Linked DNA regions of Mus musculus: region 2 is linked to region 1. A link is a contact called in public HiChIP or PLAC-seq data. All regions are on one chromosome and are shown on one strand. Each heading gives the region's core, a stretch centred on a gene start, on an enhancer-like site or on the middle of the called end of the contact. The rest is flanking DNA. Distances are from core to core; before and after follow the strand shown.

What was found. HiChIP or PLAC-seq counts read pairs in DNA pulled down with a chosen protein or histone mark.
Region 2: a FOXA1 HiChIP or PLAC-seq map of pancreatic cancer cells shows a contact between it and region 1. The contact joins two enhancer-like sites. A contact is called at or near these places in 5 of 115 datasets of contacts at active chromatin or transcription factors (the HPC-7 cell line, bone marrow-derived macrophages, embryonic stem cells and 2 more).

What each region holds. Positions count from the first base shown.
Region 1 is chr17:84,134,586-84,141,644 of GRCm38.p6, reverse strand. It overlaps Gm19696 (predicted gene, 19696), which reads left to right. Exons shown (of 4, transcript NR_168022.1): 2 at 6,093-6,293; 3 at 6,643-6,808. Among named protein-coding and RNA genes, the nearest start is that of Gm19696, 18 kb to the left of the region's middle. Within about 2 kb of position 4,369, at least 27 of the 459 cell types and tissues checked have an H3K27ac peak or open chromatin away from gene starts, as enhancers often do. A contact at or near this core is called in pancreatic cancer cells, where this site is marked.
Region 2 is chr17:84,262,771-84,269,829 of GRCm38.p6, reverse strand. All of the region lies in intron 30 of Thada (thyroid adenoma associated), which reads left to right. Among named protein-coding and RNA genes, the nearest start is that of Gm24492, 21 kb to the left of the region's middle. Within about 2 kb of position 3,214, at least 74 of the 459 cell types and tissues checked have an H3K27ac peak or open chromatin away from gene starts, as enhancers often do. A contact at or near this core is called in pancreatic cancer cells, where this site is marked.

The DNA of each region.
Region 1 (7,059 bases), core at 3,120-5,619:
GTCCCTACTGATGTCAGCAAGCTCATAGGATCAGACATCTGCTGTGTCCCACACTGCCTCCCACTGCATACAGACCCCACACTCAGAGCCCTTGCTCAGCTAGCTCCTCAGTACCCCAGCCTGGACCGGGGCATTTATGCTGCTTGCCACTTCTATAGAGTTTATGGGTTTTAAAAGCTGGGGTGTGAGGGCTGAGAGACTGGGAATGGAGGGGTGTCTGCAAGCGCAGGGGAGAGGAAGAGAAGGAAGGAAAGAGCTCTATGACTCACTTCCAGCTTTACAATGTCAGCTCCATGGGGCGGGAGGAAGGGCCCATTTGTCAACACAGTTGGGGCCTGCAGCTTGTGGTGGTGGTGGTGGGAAGCTATACCAGGCATGTTGGATAGAGGAGCTAGGAAGTGATCCAGAGGTGCTGGCTGTCTCTGCATTTGGTGGTGGCGGCTCCAGTGAGATCAATATGCTGGATCTCCAGTGTCTGTCTTAACATTTGTCACAACTACCGGGTGTCAGAGCTGTCTCACCCATGGCTCACCAGACATGGCCCCTCGGTACTTCTGTTTATCCAAATCTCAGCTCCCCAGGCCACACAGAGTTCAGCCACTGTTCCTTTCTGACGCATCCTCACCGTCACTGGCCCAGCCCGTGGGCACAGTTCTGGTGTGCAGTACATCCCACACCCCCTCTGACCCTACAGCATGCAGGCTCTGGCTCCTTCCTACCTCCACTTGGTCCTTACCCATCATTCTCCGAGCCATTGCTTTTCCTTGTTCTCTAAGTGGCGAGCCAGCTAGCCTGGGAGCTCCCAGAGTGCTTTGTTTCTTGTCCCTAGGACGTTCAATTCTGAAAGCACGTGCCCCAGAAAGTCCTGAGAGACAGAGCGCTGGGAAGTGAGCAGGGCGCAGAAGGTCAGACAAGATCTTCCTAGGCTTTGTTGTCTAGGTAGCAGATTTTCCTCAGCACTCCACTCCCCTGGACACATCTGTCCCCATCTTTGCAGATCTCCTAGGCCAAGATAGTAAAGATGGCTCACCGGGCCACACCCTACCCCAGCTCTAGGGGAAGCCCAGCCACTGGCTTAGCTGGCAGGGCAGGGCTCTGTCTACTTAGCACCTTGGGGTCAAGCCTGTGCTAGTTTCTATTATAAGTTCACTCCTGCCTACAGCAGCCTTGTGACTTTCAGGCTCACATTACCTTCTTTAAACCTGTGGGAAACTGAGGCATGGATAAGAGGGAGGCCGCCAATCTGTGTTCCTTCTCACTGGCCCCCGGCCCGCACTCCCTGACAGTGTCTACTCTCTCAGTTTGCTTAAGTCTCCCTGGTCTCTCTCCAACTTCCTGCTCGTTTCTTTCTCTATCACCCTCTAACCCTGTACTTAATGGCACCCAAGGTCCTCCCCTTCCTCACTCTGAGGAGAGGGCCGAGTGAAGAACACCCTGTGTGCTGTGGACATTTCTGTGCGCTGAAACTCACAAGGAGTTGGGTTGTGTGTTTCTCTGTATACAGTGTGTGTGTGTGTGTGTGTGTGTGTGTGTGTGTGTGTGTGTGTGTGATGCCGTATTTGGAGGTGAGAAGACAGCTTCGGAATTTGTTTTTTTCTCCCTTTACTTAGTGTATTGGCTAGTTTTGTGTCAACTTGACACAGCTGGAGTTATCACAGAGAAAGGAGCTTCAGTTGAGGAAATGCCTCCATGAGACCAACTGTAAGGCATTTTCTCAATTAGTGATCAAGGGGGAAAGGCCCCTTGTGGGTGGGACCATCTCTGGGCTGGTTGTCTTGGGTTCTATAAGAGAGCAGGCTGAGCAAACCAGGGGAAGCAAGCCAGTAAAGAACATCCCTCCATGGCTTCTGCATCAGCTCCTGCTTCCTGACCTGCTTGAGTCCCAGTCCTGACTTCCTTTGGTGATGAACAGCAACATGGAAGTGTAAGCCAAATAAACCCTTTCCTCCCCAACTTGCTTCTTGGTCATGACATTCGTGCAGGAATAGAAACCCTGACTAAGACACTTAGGTTCCCAGTGTGAAACTCAAGTTGCCAGATTGGCCTAAGCTTGATTTTCAGCAGACAGTGACCTTGAACTGCAGGTCTTCCTGCCTCTTCCTCCCTAGTGCTGGGATTGCAGGTGAGCGCCTTCCTTTTGTGGCTTATTCAGTTTTGGAGAATGAACCTGGGCCTTTGTGTCACATAAGCACCCTATCTGCTGGGCCACAAGTGTTAGACCTGGAATCCTAGATTAGACAGAGATCTGTCCATGGTGACAATTGGGGCTCTGCTCTCTAGAGCTAGGCAAGCCTAGAGGAGAAAGCAGAAAGTGTTTCGGGGCTCAGAATGAAGTTGACCAGGGTGTGAGAGGTTGGGCTGAACAGCAAGCAGAGTGAAGGGTGTGGTGTGTGTGTGTCTCAGTAACTAGGAAAGCCTTCCCTTACTCGGTGTCTGCCGTGTCCTGGGTACGGACGGAAGCAGGCCCCACCACAGTTCTCCCTGGTAGCTCTAGGCTACGTACTGTTGTGTTGTCCTTGTATAGATGAGAAACCAAGGCCACGGAGGTAGCAGAGCCCACCACGGTTGGTAAACACAGCATGGATGCTTAGGGCCAGAAGGGAAGTTATCCCAACAGCTTTCAGTCTCAGGCCGTAGGACTTCAGGGGCTGCTTTATAAAGCTTGGGAAATACTAATCTGATACTGCAATCCCTACTCTCCGCTGCAGCCATAGAGAAGTTTCTGGAACTCAGCTCTGGTAAAGTCATGCTTCTGGTCACGAGCTCTCTGTGGCTCTCAGCAACAATCTACACAAGGCCTAGCACTAGCAGGCAGACGAAGCTGGCCTCTGCTGAGAGTCTCTGGCTCTCCTATTCCTCAGGGCTTCTCCTGGGCCCAGCATCCCTGCCTTTCTATACCAGTTGAGGTTTGCTCTGGGCATTTCTTCTATGGGAATGTCCTTCCAGAACATGAGACTTGCCTGTCTTCCCTTCTGAGTTAAGCTCAGGGCTCCCCGCAGACTTGGGAAGAGCGTTGCGTTGGTTTGACCTGGTTTGAGCATCAGCACTGGGGTGCGACATTTACTGATGTGTGATACACAGACTTCTGATCGCAGCTTTGTGCTTTATGATGACAGGTAAACAAGTGTATTGAAGCGCAGCTAAGAGTTGCTTTCAATGGCAGCAGTACATAGAAGAGTTTGGAAACCATGTATATATATTGTCAGGGTTGGTTCTTTTGAGGCTGTGTGATGGGGGCAAGTTGCTTGACCTCTCTGAGCCCAGCCTTTCCTGTCTGTGAAATGGGCATCATGTTTATGCCTACTGCACAGGTTAGCAAGGACTCAATGAGACACGCCATGCAAAGGAAAACATACTTGCCAGCTCTGCCTAAGCTCCAAGGTGGGCAGGCCCCTGCCGGGTGGGTCTGAATGTCTGTAGGGTCCCTTTGGAAGAGGCAGGTGGTGAGGGCAGGTGTACATAGGCCGTGTAGCTCAGTGGGCTATGCTGAGACAATCCCAGTGTTAGATAAAAGGCATGGGTCTCCTCTCTGGTCAAGTAAACATTGTAAGAAAGGGTTGTCTCAAAGGAACCACTCCTTCCTCGAGGGCCAAAGTCCTCAGGGAACAGTCTGGAGGCTCCTTTTATGTGACTGTAAAGTAATCCAGGGCCTGGCGGGGTTGAGGTTGGATGGCTCTGACGCGCAGGATGGCCTCCGAGTGGCCAATGATTACCTTTTATACTTGGCCATAAAGGCAACCGCCTGGTGTATGGACAGTGTCACTTCATACAGTGAACGTCGCAGGAGAGTGTTTTGGCATGGCACACATACCTGTGCGCACACCCACCCACCCCACCCCCCACACACCTATCAAAGAAGGGCAAGCTGCCTCTGCTGAGGTCTCTAGGTCATCCCTGCAAGGCACCCCTGCTTCCCCAAGTGATCTCTGGACCAGAAGCCAAGGGCTACGGGTGGGGCTCCGTGGGTGCAAACACAAATGAGTTCTGCCCAGGGTCTGGATCTATGTGGAAGGAGAGGAGGGACCACTTGGCTCAGGGGCCAAGTCTCAGAGGAACAAGGATCTGGCCACAGTTCAAAGTCCACATAGCCTGTGGTGGTGCAGCTGAGATCTGGGGTGTGGGGAATTGCCATAGGACTGAGACTGGAGAGCCTGGCTGAGCAAGGAAGAGGACCCAGGTATTCCCTCTGCTAACAGATTCTGGGCTACTCTCCCCAAGGGACCAAACAGGAACCCTAGGGGACAGGAAAGGTCTGATTCAGGTCATATACCTTCCTCACCCATTCTGCGGCACTAACACCTAACCTCTGCAGAGTAGTGGCCATCAGGGGTCAGGGCTGGGGCAGAGATGGCCAGATTAATATTCTACCTCTCTGTTGATAAAACCAGGAACCTTTGTCCCAGTGAGAGAGGCTGAGGAGTACGTACCAAGGGACAGTTTGTGAGACTCTGGTAGGTCCGTGACTGAGGGCACCCTTGTGGGATGCTGAGTGTAGCCATCAGGAAGCTGGGTCCCAGCCAACTCAGCCTGGGCTCTGCCGTTCTCCAGTGGTCAGATAAGAAAGAGCGGTGTGGTCCTCTAAGGGAGTGAGCGAGGTGAGGAGCCAGCAGAGGTTTATGGGAAGCAGCGGCATCTGGGAGAGAGAGGGAGAGAGAGGGGGTGTTATTCATTCATAGTTGTAAATGCTCTGTAGGACTGCAGCTGCTTTGAGCCCTGGCCAGAGCCTCCAATCAACCTTTGGTTCTGATAAAGACAAGAAACCCAAGGTGATAACGCACAAGCTAGAAACTGTCACCAGGAGTTAATTAGGGCACTGGGTGCTGAGCCTGGCCACACCTGCTACACCTGACTAGACTTCTCGGGAGGGAGGGAGGGAGGGAGGGAGGGAGGGAGGAAGGGAGGGAGCTCCCGGCCTGTGCACCAGGCTTACTGTCTTTGTTACCTCTTTATTTCCACCCCTTATTCCTAGCCCCTCCCTCCCCACTGCTGATATAACAGCATGAAATTAAACCTATTCCAGTCTGTGACATCTGATCCCTTTGACATGACATAGTACAACCTGTAGAGCCAGAGGTGGGGGCCAGGAAGCCCTGTTCTAGTCTCTCTGCACAACCTTGAGCCATCTCATCATCTGCACATCTGCCTGAACCTCAGTCTCCCACTCTGGACGTTGTCGGGGTGATGGAGCAAGCATTCAGTTATTCTCTGCTGGATTCTGATGTGGTCTAAAGTCCACACTTTGTTGTGAAACACCGCAATCTGTGATGTACAGAACCTATTACTGCGGCCACCCAGGAATGCTGGGGGCAGGTATGTGACACTTGACAGAATCCCCAACCCATCTCTGTCTTGGGAAGGCAGGAGGAGGGCCCTTATGTCACCAGGGCTTCTGGAATGCTCCCTTGTCTGTGCCTGCTCTTAGCTACCATTTTTAATTCCATACTCATTAAATAAGGCTACTGGGGGTAGACCCCAGGGTCTCCTGTTCCTGCCCTGTGGGCCTCCTCTGTCCTTCACACGTACAATCATGCCAGGTGACCAGGTGCTGGGTCAGGATGAACCCACTCTGAGCTCGGGAGATGGCTGGAGGGAGTTCGTGCTAATCTCAGTCCTCCCAGACTGAGCCCAGGAATGGGCTGCCCTTCAGAGCATGCAGGGTCCAACCCCAGAGCAAGGCAGAAGCAGGAAATGTGGCCTTGTTGTGCAGGGGTGAGGGAACAGGCAGGAAAGGGTCTGGGGATAGGTACGTGGGGTCGTACCTAGCTAGCTCGATGCGATGCTTGGTCCAGGTGGGTGGTGACTCAGGCTAGCCTGAAACCTAGCTCTTGCAAGGTTGTGTCATAGAGAGGAAGACAGGAATCTCTGAGAATCGGGTCGTAGAAGGTGCCTTATGGGGCGGTGCTGGAAGCAGGTTTCGTCTGCCTGGTGTATGCTGTGTTGGTGGTTGTTAGAAGGGAGAGTCCTTGGGAAGGAATGCCCAAAGTGACCCTGGGAGGGGCAGCAGATGGTAGATGAGTATCAATCACCCTTCAGTCCCCTTAGCTTCAGGTTCCATCTAAACAATGACTGTCATTTGTGTACTTCCTTCACAGGCCTTTTGAGAAGGTGAATCAGCGTGTGTTAGCTCAGGGCAGAGGGCCTGGCGGTGAGACGTGAGAACAGCCAATGTCATGGCGGTGGGGGAGTGGACGTGAGCCATCTGGGGCCCAGCAAACAGCATGTTGAAAAAAACGAGGAACTCAAAGGCAGATGAGCCTACCACGCTGGGAACAGTTGGGAGTACATTGCTCAAGGTGTGTGGAGTGCATGGAACATGTCTGTGTGTTAGATGGCTATATGTATATGTGGTGTGTGATATATGTGTATGTATGTGTGTTGTATGTATATGTGTATATGTGTATATATATAGTACATGTGTGTGATATATGTGTATGTGTGTGTGATATATGTGTATGTATGTGTGTTGTATGTATATGTGTATATGTATATGATCATTATATATGTGTGTGTGGTATATATGTATAGGGCGGTGTGTGTATGTGTATGTGTGTGTGTGTGTGTGTGTGTGTGTGTGTGTTCACCTATGTGTACAAATGTAGAGGTCAGAAGTCAAACATTGGGTGTCTCCTTCTATGGATGAAGCCCCGGCCAGTTTTATGTCACTGCTGGTGTGAAGCAGTGAACAGTGACCCAGCATGCATCCAGGTGGCGGGACAGAGTCAGACTCTCCAGGGCAGAGAGACTCTAAAACTGACGGCCAGGTCTTGCTCAGACTACGGGCCTGAGGGAAGATCCAAGACTGAAACAGGTAGATAACCTTTCTTTAGTTTTTTTTTTTTAATTATTTGTTGTTTGTTTACACATGTGTGTGTGTGGGGGGGGGGGGGCGTGTGTGTCACAATAAGCATGTGCCAGTCACAAATCGGAGGACAACGTTGTGACTCATTTGTGTTCTACCATGTAGGTGCCGGAGATTACATCCAGGTTGCTGGTCTTGGTGGTGAACAATACCCTTGCTTACCCCCAAGCCTTCTCACTAACCCTGACGCTCTTTATACA
Region 2 (7,059 bases), core at 1,965-4,464, 130 kb before region 1:
CCTTCTCCCTTTCTCAGCCTTCCCTTCTCAGTCCAGTTCTTTCCTCTGGTATGAGGGCAGCGGTTACCAGATCCCGGTGTGAGGGCAGCGGTTACCAGATCCCCGTGTGAGGGCAGCGGTTACCAGATCCCGGTGTGAGGGCAGCAGTTACCAGATCCCCGTGTGAGGGCAGCGGTTACCAGATCCCCGTGTGAGGGCAGCGGTTACCAGATCCCGGTGTGAGGGCAGCGGTTACCAGATCCCCGTGTGAGGGCAGCGGTTACCAGATCCCCGTGTGAGGGCAGCGGTTACCAGATCCCCGTGTGAGGGCAGCGGTTACCAGATCCCCGTGTGAGGGCAGCGGTTACCAGATCCCGGTGTGAGGGCAGCGGTTACCAGATCCCGGTGTGAGGGCAGCGGTTACCAGATCCCGGTGTGAGGGCAGCGGTTACCAGATCCCCGTGTGAGGGCAGCGGTTACCAGATCCCCGTGTGAGGGCAGCGGTTACCAGATCCCCGTGTGAGGGCAGCGGTTACCAGATCCCCGTGTGAGGGCAGCGGTTACCAGATCCCCGTGTGAGGGCAGCGGTTACCAGATCCCGGTGTGAGGGCAGCGGTTACCAGATCCCGGTGTGAGGGCAGCATTTACCAGATCCCGGTGTGAGGGCAGCGGTTACCAGATCCCGGTGTGAGGGCAGCATTTACCAGATCCCGGTGTGAGGGCAGCATTTACCAGATCCCCGTGTGAGGGCAGCATTTACCAGATCCCGGTGTGAGGGCAGCGGTTACCAGATCCCCGTGTGAGGGCAGCGGTTACCAGATCCCGGTGTGAGGGCAGCGGTTACCAGATCCCGGTGTGAGGGCAGCGGTTACCAGATCCCCGTGTGAGGGCAGCGGTTACCAGATCCCCGTGTGAGGGCAGCGGTTACCAGATCCCGGTGTGAGGGCAGCAGTTACCAGATCCCGGTGGGGTGGAAATCTTGCCCAGGTCAGGAAGCAAGTGAGATTCAGAATGAGCCCCGTCCTGGGAAGGGATGTCACAACATTGTCTAGGGATGTCACAACATTGTCTAGGGATGTCACAACATTGTCTAGGGATGTCACAACATTGTCTAGGGATGCCACAACAGGGTGCAGTCCAGGCCCCTTGGATGGTCCTCCTGCTGCGCTTGCTGTCTTCAGGCTGCAGCTCTGCTGTCCTAGCAGTCACAGGCTCCACCCTAACAGAAAGAACTTTGAAAAGCTCTCTCAAGCAGGACTCAGAGGAAACGGCTTGTTTACCTTGGCTGTGACTTGGGATTACAATTATATTGGGCTTCAGTTTTTTCAGAAGTGGTTTGTTATCTTGTGTTTCCCTCAGCCATAAAAGAGTAAATATGTATTGGATGTTCCTTTTAGAAAACTTGATGACATAAACCATGTGTGTGGGTACACGTGTGTTAATCCTACTACTTAGGGGTACGGAGACAAAGGGGCTGTTGCAAATTTCAGACCAGTCTGAGCTACTCAGTGAAACAGTTTCAAAAAAACAAACCAAACTGAAGAAGATAAGCAGGTGAGCTTTGTGTGCTGCTGGGCTCTGGGGTGGGGAATGGGATGGCCGAAGGGAAACATTCTCTACAGAACTTCATCCCTGGTTTTCCTTGGCTATCATTCATAGCAAGGAAAAATAATTTGAAAAACAATATAAAAGTGAAATCTACTCTTAGCACAGTTCTCTGTGGTTACATCATCTTTTTCCTTTTTTTAAAAAACATAGCTAAGGTTCTATTAAGTATAAAAGTTATAGCTTCCTTTTTTTCACTTGGCAATATGAAAATATTTGCTATTATTATTACTTAAAACTTTATGGCTGCTATGGAAAATGGTATCACACTTCCTTAAAAACTGGAAATAGAATCAGTATCTAATCCTGCAGTTCTCCGTCTAAGTTCAGAGAAAGAGAAAGCAGGCTTCGATGGTTGTACTGCTATGCTCAGAGCAACGTTCTTCCTGGTCACCAAACCACAGAACAGCAGTGTTCATTGCTGACAATGTAAGCAAAATATGCTATATACATATGGTAACATTAGTCCATCTTTAAAAGAGAAGTTCCCATCCTCAACTAGGGATTGAACCCAGGCCTTTCCACATGCTAGGCCAGTGCGCTGCCACAGCTATATCCCCAAGCAGCAAGAGAGATCTGACCTGTGCCACCACATGGAGGTACCCCGAGAGATGGCTGGCTGAGCAGATAGTTCATAGACACAGAAAGTAGAGCTGTCATTGGCAGCGTGTGATGGGACAGCCAAGAGATAGAAGTGCTGGGGTTAACATAGTAACTTCATACTTAAAACATTTAAAAATAGCAAGTACAAACAAAAACTAAAATCTCTATTATTTCTTCAGAGTTTTTTTTTTTTTCAATTTGGGGAATTGGGGGGTTGATTTTTCCTATCACTATCCATCTCTACAAAAAAAATAATTTTGCCTAATTTTGCCTTTTTGATTAACTAGGAAAAGAATCTTTTGTTGAAAAGTGGGCTTAAGCATCTCTCTGTGTGTCTCTATGCCTGTGTGTGTGTGTGTGTGTGTGTGTGTGTGTGTGTATGTATGAGGGGGCGGAGAGAGAGAGATTGGGCTTATTGGTTTGTTTTGCTGGGTTTTTTGAGATTGGTCTCATTATATAGTTCTTACTCTCCTGAAACTCACCAAGATCCACCTGCCTCTGCCTCCCAAGTGCGCTGGGATTAAAAGCATATGCCACTATAATTGGCTTCATTGCTCTACTTTGCCTTCATTGCTGCGTGTGGTGTGGAGTCAGTCTGTAACTCTGGCCTTAGGTTTCATTTCTAAAAGCAGACTAAGTCTCTTGAGAGGCAGCGCAGTGCTACAGCTGCTGTACGTTGTGAGACCCTCGTCCCACAAACAGTGCATGGAGACCTTGCCAAAAGTTTAAGGGTTTTTAAAAGTTATTTTTGGAATGCCTACTTTGTACCAAGCTCTGGATGAAGCAATCAATATATATGATTCCATGAGTTTATCTCAAAATGCTCTTGGTATTAGAAAATTAACTTTTCTGTGTTGACACACCCTATGTATAACACTAGTTTAGTTTGGCATAAGTTCAAGAGATAAGGCAAACAAGTATGGTTATGTTTTCAACTTTTACTTTCAATGTTTTAACACAGTAACTGACACGCTTTAACCTTTTGTTTCTGGTTCATAAGGACTTTTCCCTGGGCTTTCCCAGGGTACCACTAGGGCCTGGGTGTACTGTGTGCTCTGCCAGGGGTGCCAGGTAACAAACAAAAACTTGTTCAGATCCTGGTAGCAAGCCATGTGCTTTATGTCTCTTTGTGTGTGCTTGTTTGCACATTCTGTCTTGCTAGCCTCCTCCTGGGAGAGTGGGGATGGTGATAGCTTTAATTTTACTTTGAGACAGACAGAGCCTTGCTCCTTAGCCTAGGCCAGCCACGGCCCTCCTACTGCTGGGATGACACTGGGACACTACCACTCTGGCTCTGGTCATTGCTTTTAATAGAGCGTGCTTTACACACATCACTGCTGTACTCACCCAGCCACTTCTCCCATTAGGATCCCACAGGAGACTGTGACTCCTGGTCTTGGCACTAACAAATGCCAGGTTGGCTGGTAGCAAGTTTTCATTCCAAACAATAGTTCCTGATGCTCAGGGTAGAATGCTGGAATCACCGGGGAAGATTTAAAACCTCCCAGTGTCAACTCCCACCCTGAGAGACTCTGCTGTAGAAATAAATGCCTTTGCCTTCCCAAGTCCACTGAAGCCAGGGACCCTCATGTGGTCCTTGTTCCAGAGGGTCGTGTTACATTTTCATCTTTTAAGATGTGGCTAAAGTAGAACAGGCAGTACTTGGGTCAGTTTGTTTATCAGCCTTTTCTGGGCGAGGCCAGACTGACTTAGGCACTGCAACTATTTCTTAAAACCACAGTGCAGTGTAAAGAGGGCAACAAAACAGGTTCTCAGGCAAACTCCTGGATCTGGGATTTAAATACGGAAAACCCTGTGAAGTCCCTATGCATTTGCAGAGATGTAACCCTCAGAGGTCAGGAGAACCCATCCATCTACACAGCTGAACAGGCGTGGACCCCACTGAAAACTGCTAATATCTGTACTCAGCTGCCAAGTCCTTGTCAAGCTTTTTCCTGGACCTTACTGCCTCCATGTGTCCAGACACTGCTTGTCATGTTGGACTGTCTAAAATAGAGCTGCTCAGATAGAACGTGTTCTCAGAAGTCACTAGTTAGACTGAAGGTAGGACCTGAGCACCTAAATACTTGGCCAGCTCCAAGTGAGAGCTGCTGTTGACCCTGAGACAAAGTTCATAGTTTATGAACTTAGCAAAGGCTAAGCCATCAGCCACTGTAGTTCTAGCACCCAGTTAGAAATGTTCTTCCCATGCTCATGGCCTTACTCCCCCTTGCTAGGCAGAAGCAGACTCAAGACTTCCAAAGCCATCAGGCCTGCAGCCTCTCCCAATGTCAGGGCTGCATGGTACCAGGACACTGTGGGAAAGTTATATTTCTTGGTTCAGGCAGCCATCCCTGTGGCCTCAGGGCCTGTGGGAGGACTGGTGCTCTGTTGGCATGCAGTTGGCTATTTGTCATTCTGTTAAATAAATCTTATAGTCTGATGAGGAAAATAGGCTTTTGAGAATATGAGAATAGATCTCAAGGTGAGTAAGAAAAATGTGTGTGTGTGGGGGGGGGGGTTGGTTGGTTGTTTCAGTAAAATGGTGTTGATGAAGGGAGTAGGTATGGGAGAGCTTGTGTTTGTGGGCCCACTCTAGTACTTGGCCCCTCAAGCCAGCTCTGACTTGCAAACTGTGAACTGTAACACGGCTCACCTCCTTCTCAGCTTCCTTTGATCACTCCTCCCACCCCTGTGTCCCCCTTCTTTACTAGTCCCCAGTAAGCTGAGTGCTGTTCCCCTTGAGGGCCTATGGGTTTAAGAATGTGAGTAAAATGTGCTTATAGAGACAAGGCTGGGGCTTGCTTGTGTGTGGCAGTCCCAGGTCTTCCCCAGACGTCTATAGCCAGCTTCAGAATCTGCTCTAGAAAGAATTCCATTTGCTTCACAAGAGCTGAAGACAGCATTTTTTTTTTCTAACCACCAGATTTATTCACACAAGAGACTACACTGCCAGGGCAGAAAGACTGGGGCTTGGGTCTGATTCTACTTTCCCATGGCCCCAGCCTCTTCCCAGTCTCCTGTGTTCTGGACTGCTCTCCTCCACAGGAAGTAGCTCGCTCTTTTGCAGTGACCTGAGAAACAGTGTGGCTAAGCCCTCAGCCTGCTGCAGCTTGCTGTCCCACCTCCATTGCCACTGGCAGGAGTCCAGCCCAAAGGGGCTGTTGTAGTAGGGTGATCGTGGGGCATTGTAAGGCTATCATTTGTGGTCCCTGCCAAGACTGGAAGACACGCGAGTCTCAACAAGGCTAGCTAGTCACGTAGCACACCTGCTTTTGTGGGGGGGTGGGCTGGGCTGGACTTGGTGCTTTCCGTTCCTTTTTCTCTTTTCTTCCCCCACCTCTCCTTTTTCTCCCCCCCCCCCTTCTTTTGTCTAAAAGGTTTCCCCAGCAGTCCCTCTTCTTGACATCTGAGGGACAGACAGATTGAGTGGGAATGTGACCACTGCCTTGCTCTCAGTCTGAGACTCTGGGGAGAGGAGACTACCATTAGGACTTCTTCAGTCCTCTAACTCAGCCTGTTGAGGTCACCTTCAACCTGGTGAAGAACTGATGGGGGAGGTGGGATTGGTGTATTTTAGATCCAGACTTCTTCCCTTTCAGACATCTCAGGAGTGTTTAAGGCCAGGACACCTTGAGATCCTGTTTGTATTTTTAAAACAATAGAAGTATGAAGTTACATTTCAACCCAAACCTGTGAAACAAGGTGCAAAACATCCTCTTCGTTACATACTGCTTTTGCAAATGCAGCAAGGAGCAAGCTGTTGAAGAAGTGAAATTGGAAGTTTCTTGCTGACAGCTGGGCTTATGCAGGCTGGTCGGGGTAAAGCAGTCTTATGCGGATTAGTATGTTTAACTGAGCCCAGGATCCAGATCCAAGCGTCATACTGCACTGGAAAGTGAAAGATAGTCCTTTCACACAGTTGTGTACCAGGCATTCAGTCCCCAACTGCTGATGCTTTATGCTCTTTAAATGCCGAAATCTGCAACCCTACCCTGGAGTTAGTAATAAGCTTGTTTGAAGGCACAGAAATAACTATCTTCCTCCACTCAGTGCTGTTGATCTTGGGAGAATGGGGGTGGAATGTTGCTGTTAGAAGTTTTGCACAATATTGTCATGGTCTGACTTGCATTTTCATAATACTATGTAGAGCCCTAGTACAGTATTTTTTTTTCCTTTTAATGTATATCAAGTTCTGTCTCTTAGATAAACCAGGGTCTTCCTTGAGCCATTTCCAGTGAATTAAAACCAATTCCAATTCACAGACACTAGAGAACAATGTAGTAGCGTGATGGAGAATATAAAATGAATGATACTTTTAGGGCACAGTGGGTGTGGCCTTATAATTCCAGCACTCAGGAGGCTGGGACAGGAGGATTGCTGCCAGTTCAAGACTTGCCTAGGCAGCATAGGGAAACCCTGTGTCAACAGCCAAAATATAACTATAAGATGGAAGATATTGTCCCTGTTTCAAAAACCACTCGGGGATGCTAGGGAGATGGCCCAGTGGGTTAAGACCACTTGTTATTCTTGCAGAATACTTGGGTTTGGTTTCCAGCAACTAACAATTAGCTGCAACTCCAGTCCCAGGAGATCTGGTCCTCTAAAGGCAGCAGTCATACACATGGTATGCAGACATACATATAGGCAAATACCCATATATATAAAATAAAAAATAAATCTCTTAAAACAAACAAACAAAAATGTCTGACCAAGACAAGAACAGATTAACCATAAGCAAGTAAGAGTTTAATAAGGGCTGAGATGAGTCACTGTAGAGCTGAGATCGAAGCAATAAGTGCGAGCTTGTGGGCTGAGGAGTCAAGGAAGTGTTCTGAGGGAAAGAGACCTTTACAGGCTAGGTGAGGTTTA